Regions from separate parts of the Mus musculus genome. Here region 2 is linked to region 1. A link is a contact called in public promoter capture Hi-C data. All regions are on one chromosome and are shown on one strand. Each heading gives the region's core, a stretch centred on a gene start, on an enhancer-like site or on the middle of the called end of the contact. The rest is flanking DNA. Distances are from core to core; before and after follow the strand shown. Region 1 overlaps Gckr (glucokinase regulatory protein). Region 2 overlaps Slc5a1 (solute carrier family 5 (sodium/glucose cotransporter), member 1).

Region 1 (2,825 bases), core at 193-2,692:
GGACCCATTACTTCTCTGAAAAGATGCTCAGAGCTCACCCCAGATGAAATAGACTCTCCTGACAGTTATTTTTTCTTTTCTTTCTTTCTTTTTTTTTTCTTCTAGTTCTTGTCTCTCTGCCTCTCCGATCCCTGTTTGAATCTGTGCAAGCTTGTGTTTTTGTGGCTTTTGGAGTTTGTTTTTGTACTTTTCTTTTTAAGGTGGGGTTGTTTGTTTGTTTGTTTGTTTGTTTGTTTTAAACAGGATTTCTTTATGTAGCCCTTGCTGTCCTTGAACTTGCTCTGTTGACCAGGCTGGCCTCAATCTCAGAGATTATACTACAGACTTTAACACGTCTCTTTCCCAGTCTTCCTAGGCCTAGTCAGTCTTACAGAAGGGAGCCTCACCTGGCCATGCTCACCGGATTGAAGCCAACCAGGACCGGCAAGAAGACAGCTGTGTTATCCATGCAGTAGTCCATCTGGCCTGCCACAAAGGGCGCCTGAGAGTAGCAAGAAAGGAAGGGACAAGAAAAGAAGCTCCCCTGAGTGTTTCCAAAGACCCACATGGAACCTGCCTCAGCTTGCTTGCTAGAAATAGATTCCTCAACCAAGACTTAGTGAGTCCACCACCAGGTGGTGGCGCAAACCTTTTTTTTTTTTTTTTTTTTTTTTTTGTGGTTTTTTTTTTTTTTTCGAGACAGGGTTTCTCTGTATAGCCCTGGCTGTCCTGGAGCTCACTTTGTAGACCAGGCTGGCCTCGAACTCAGAAATCCGCCTGCCTCTGCCTCCCGAGTGCTGGGATTAAAGGCGAGGCGCAAACCTTTAATCCCAGCACTTGGGAGGCAGAGACAGATGGATTTCTGTGAGTTCAAGGCTAGTCTGGTCTACAGAGCAAGTTCCAGGACAGCCAGGATCACAGAGAGAAACCCTATCTCAAACAAACAAACAAAACAAAAACCTTATTGAATGCAAATTTGAAAAGCAGAGAGTACTTTAACAAGTTCTCCCCCCCCAAAAAACTACTTTTTCTTTGAGCTACGACTTCCTTATATAGTCCACGCTGGCCTTGGACACACAGTCATCCTCCTGCCTCTCCCTCCTGAGTGCTGGTATTATAAGCAATTCTCACCAAGCTAGTGCTACATTTTTCTTCTGTTCTCTCACAGAAATCTCCCAAATGGTAAGGTTTGAGAACTACTGACTCAATTGTAAGCTCCTTGTGGTCAGTCTCCTGTTTTACCTCATGGTACAACTGCTGGGATCTGATTCTCTGCACCCTAAACTCTAAGAATCAAAACTGCTGTGAGTGATAGGAACCCCAGCCAAGTGGTTCTCATACAAACATGCTGAGAATCTTGTTAAAATGCAGACTGACTCACTGGCACCTGAGATCCTCTACTCCCAACCAGGCAGAGTTGATGCGGATATTGCTGGTGGGGACGAAGCCAGGGGCCAGACTCTTGTCTGAAGAGCCAGAGAGAAAATACTTCAGGCTATGTGGGCCCTGTGATCTCTGTTCAACTACTTAAGCCCAGCACAAAAGAGGCCATGAGTTCTGAGTAAGCACAGAGGTTGCATGCCAGTAAAACTATCCACAAATTCAGGCAGCTGGCTGCACTGACTGCCAGAGTAGCTTGCTGACTCCTGGACTGGTCTGTCCATCTTGATTGTTGACACTGAATTACACACCAAGCACCCACCTCATCACCTAGCATCCACCATCCATGACAGCCTAGTCCTACCCGCTTCATCCTAGTAAAGCCGACCCACCCCTCCTGACCTCACACTTACAGAGAGTCCCACGGAAATGCCTATAACGACCACTCTCTTTTTCCCAGCAGCCACCTAGGAATGAAAGGGGTGCATTAGGGTCTCCAGGGTACAAATCTAGTGTGTGAGAAAATCAGGACCAGAGCAGGAGCCAGGCCTTGGCTGAAGGTTGGGGGTTTTCTAACCCTATGTAAAGGAATATATGGGCATCTCCAGGTAAGTAGTAACAGGAGACACAGACCTTCTTCAGCTCCTCGATTCCGTGTAGGGCGCTATCTTCTGTCCGTTCCCGAGAGGCTACAACAGACCTAAGGGTGCAAACTCAGCCGAGGTCAGTGGTATTAGGTAAGGAGCAGATACCTACTGGTGGTTAGGAAAGGTACACTAACAGAAAGGGATGGAGGAAAGCTATCATTGAACAGCGCCTACTGTTTAACAGGCTCTGTGATAGGCGTGACACACAATAAACATCTGTGACAGGGCCAGATACAAAGCCACAAGGGATGTTGGAGACTAAGGCAGGTTCAATATAATGCTTGACTAAATTCATTCAAATTTAGCCTCTAAAAAGACATTTGGGGGCTGGAGAGATGGCTCAGCAGTTAAGAGCACTGATTGTTCCTCCAAAGGTACTGAGTTCAATTTCCAGCAACCACATGGTGGCTCACAATCATCTGTAATGGGATCCAATGCCCACTTCTGGTATGTCTGAAGACAGCTACAGTATACTCATATACAATTAAAAAAAAAACAAAAAAACAAACAAACAAACAAAAAAACATTCAGGCCACGAGTACAGGTCGGGGTAACTTACCTGTCACCCCCTGCAATGAGGTATGTGTAAAGAGGTTTTTGTCCCAGACCTTTCATCAGCTGGTTGAAAGACACCTGTCCAGGGGGAGGGAATATGCCGACAGAGTGATTAAAAAGGACATAACACGGGTTCTCAGGTCCTAGAGGATCAAGGTGCATAATGGTCTTCTTAGGCCAATGCTTAACCCTAACTTGTTTGGAGTCCGCCACTTAAAGATGCAACTTGGAAATGATTACGTAGTGATGCACAAGATGTGAGGA
Region 2 (2,825 bases), core at 139-2,638, 1.8 Mb before region 1:
ATTTTCAAATGGGCGGCTCCTTCTATTCTTTTATACTTGTAACTGATACATAATAGTTATAAATACCCATGGAAGGACTTACAGAGACAAAGGTTGGAGCTGAGACTGAAGGAAAGACCATCCAGAGACTGCCCTACCTGGGGATCCACCCCATAAACAAACACCAAACCCAGACACTATTGCAGATGCCAACAAGGTTTTGCTGACAGGACCTTGATATAGCTGTCTCTTGTGAGGCTATGCCAGTGCCTGGCAAATACAGAAGTGGATGCTCACAGTCATCTATTGGATGCAGCACAGGGTCCCCAATGAAGGAGCTAGAGAAAGGACCCAAGGAGCTAAAGGGGTCTGCAGCCCTATAGGAGGAGCAATAATATAAACTAATCAGTACCCCCAGAGCTCCCTGGGACTAAGCCACCAATCAAAGAAAATACATGGTGGGACTCGTGTCTCTAGTTGTTACATATGTAACAGAGGATGGCCTAGTCAGCCACCAATGGAAGGAGAGACCCTTGGTTTTGCGAAGATTATATGCCCCAGAATAGGGGAATGCCAGGGGCAGGAAGCAGGAGTGGGTGGGTTGGGGAGCAGGGGGAGGGGGGAGAGGATAGGAGATTTTCGGAGAGGAAACTAGGAAAGGGGATAACATTTGAAATGTAAATAAAGAAAATATCTAATAAAACTAGTTATAAATACTCAAGGGACACGATGTAACATCTCAGGAATCAGTGCAGGGGGACTGGCCTATCCAGACCATTGACATTGTTCACTTCTGGCCTCTTATGATCTTTCTGGTCCTAGCCTGAAACCTCAGTCCTCTGTAAGGTCTCCTCGCATACCCTTGAGAACTAAGGATCACCTTGTTTCAGCCCACCCACTCTTGATTTGTATACATTTCCTTTTGAGACCTCACTGTTACTTAGAGTTTTACAAATATTCTCTAACACTGTGAATGGTGTGTGTGGAGTGGTCTATGAGCACCTATCATGGAATCTGGCTCATGTTCCAAAGTACCATACAGTTGTATAATGAATGGAAGAGTAATGTATAAATGGATGGATGAGTGAGTGAATGAATGAATGAATGAATGAATGAAGTCACAGCTAATGGAGGAAGACCTAAAAATAAGATATGATAATGCAGGTGTGACCAAACCTCCCTGTAAAACAAAGGCCCTCCTCCAAACTCTTCATGAGGGCCCTGCTTCTCAGAATTTCTTATTCTAGCTGAGAAGTGGGGATTTCCCCCTTTCAAAGCTCAGCCCTTAAGCTTCCTGGAACTCGTTTCCCACATTCTTCAAATAATCTTTACCACATAGCACTCAATAGACTGTTCAGTAAAGGTCCAGACCACAGTCCAGCAGGAAGGCGGGCCCTGAATGACCAGCAGTGCAGTAAGCACTAGTGTGGTTTCATATTACCTCAGTGAGGTGGCTTTGGTTTGCCTCAGATGTGACTCCACCCTCTGGGAGCCATCTTGTTGATCTCTTACATAAACTCCTCTAATTTCCCTTGTGGAATCCTTGTCCCGCCCCTCTCTCTGTCTGCCCACTTCTATCCTCAGACCAAGGTACCAAATATTTCACTCTCTGGGACTCTCCCGACTGTGAGACCTTTTACCAGAGTTCTTTCTACCTTCCTGGGTCACAGCCAGGCTCCTCGATGTCTGCTTCACACCCAGGAATGTCCAGAACTAACCTTTTCGTTGTCCAGCCTCCTTTAGCTTCGTGAGCCCTCTGTCCCTCCACATTTCCTCATGGGTAGCACTCATGCCGGCTTCAGAGGCAGCACAGACGCGCTTCCTGAAGGCTCTGCCTATAATTCCTGCTTGGCAAAAGCAACTGTGCTAAAGGCAGGTGAGAGGGAGGTCCTACTTATGGATTTAGGAACCAGTCATAGGCTTAAACTGTCTTTTTCATTCACTTCAAGAGGAAATGGAGAATATAATTTAAGTGCTGCTTAAAACACTTTTTAATTTTGAAAAGAGCCCTTAATATGTACTTGCTTTCTTCATTGATTTTTTTTAATGTACATTGTGTTTTGCCTGTATGTATATCTGTGTAGATCTGAAGTTACAGACTGCTGTGAGCTGCTATGTGGGTGCTGGGAATTGAACCCAGATCCTCTGGAAGAAACAGCCAGTGCTCTTAAACAATGAGCCATCTCTCTAGCCCCCTTACTGTGTACTTTCTTGCATGCCACAGTTTCTTTTGATCCTTCTTATAGCTGTGTAATATGATGGTGTTTATAAACCATTTTGAGTTTTAGAAAAGAAACTACCAGAGTTATCCTTCTGCTAAGCTAGCAGTTTAAATTCCATTAAGTCAATAGAACCTTGTCATTAAACAAGATGTTTACAGATTCCTCCTTTTAAAAAAAATAATAAGTTTAGTTTTCAGGGAGCAGAGAAGAGACGAGTAATCTCAAAACATTTCTACAGAGTCTAAGGATAAAAAATTACTTAACAAACTACATCTTGTCACATCCAAGACACCAACTATCATCAAGACGTGCCATAGGAGCTGGAAACTACCTGACTCAGAAGTTAAGACAAATACTGCTTTTCTAGGCAACCTGAGTTCAGCTCCCAGAACCACCTGAGGCAGCTCAGTGCTGCCTGTAATACCTGCTCCTGGGGAACCTGGTGCCTCTGCCTCCTTGAGCACCGAAACACAAGTGCGCATATCCACACACAGAGTATACATATGTGTGTAATTAAAAATAAGAATTAGAAATGCCACACTGAATAACAGGAAGCAGGCAGACGCCACCACCTGTAGCATACCGCTGATGATTACAAGGCACATCCAAGATGAATACATTGAA

What was found. Capture Hi-C pulls out chosen DNA fragments and counts their contacts.
Region 2: a promoter capture Hi-C map of adipose tissue shows a contact between it and region 1, with 4 times the contacts expected there. The contact joins two enhancer-like sites. A contact is called at or near these places in 3 of 39 promoter capture datasets (the 3T3-L1 cell line, the C10 cell line and embryonic stem cells) and 2 of 9 other capture datasets (adipose tissue and liver).

Annotation. Positions count from the first base shown.
Region 1 is chr5:31,299,813-31,302,637 of GRCm38.p6, reverse strand. It overlaps Gckr (glucokinase regulatory protein), which reads right to left. Exons shown (of 19, transcript NM_001374741.1): 5 at 2,566-2,639; 6 at 1,993-2,059; 7 at 1,773-1,826; 8 at 387-481. Among named protein-coding and RNA genes, the nearest start is that of Gckr, 3.7 kb to the right of the region's middle. Within about 2 kb of position 1,442, at least 4 of the 459 cell types and tissues checked have an H3K27ac peak or open chromatin away from gene starts, as enhancers often do.
Region 2 is chr5:33,120,659-33,123,483 of GRCm38.p6, reverse strand. The region is part of intron 2 of Slc5a1 (solute carrier family 5 (sodium/glucose cotransporter), member 1); the gene reads right to left. Among named protein-coding and RNA genes, the nearest start is that of Slc5a1, 18 kb to the right of the region's middle. Within about 2 kb of position 1,388, at least 37 of the 459 cell types and tissues checked have an H3K27ac peak or open chromatin away from gene starts, as enhancers often do.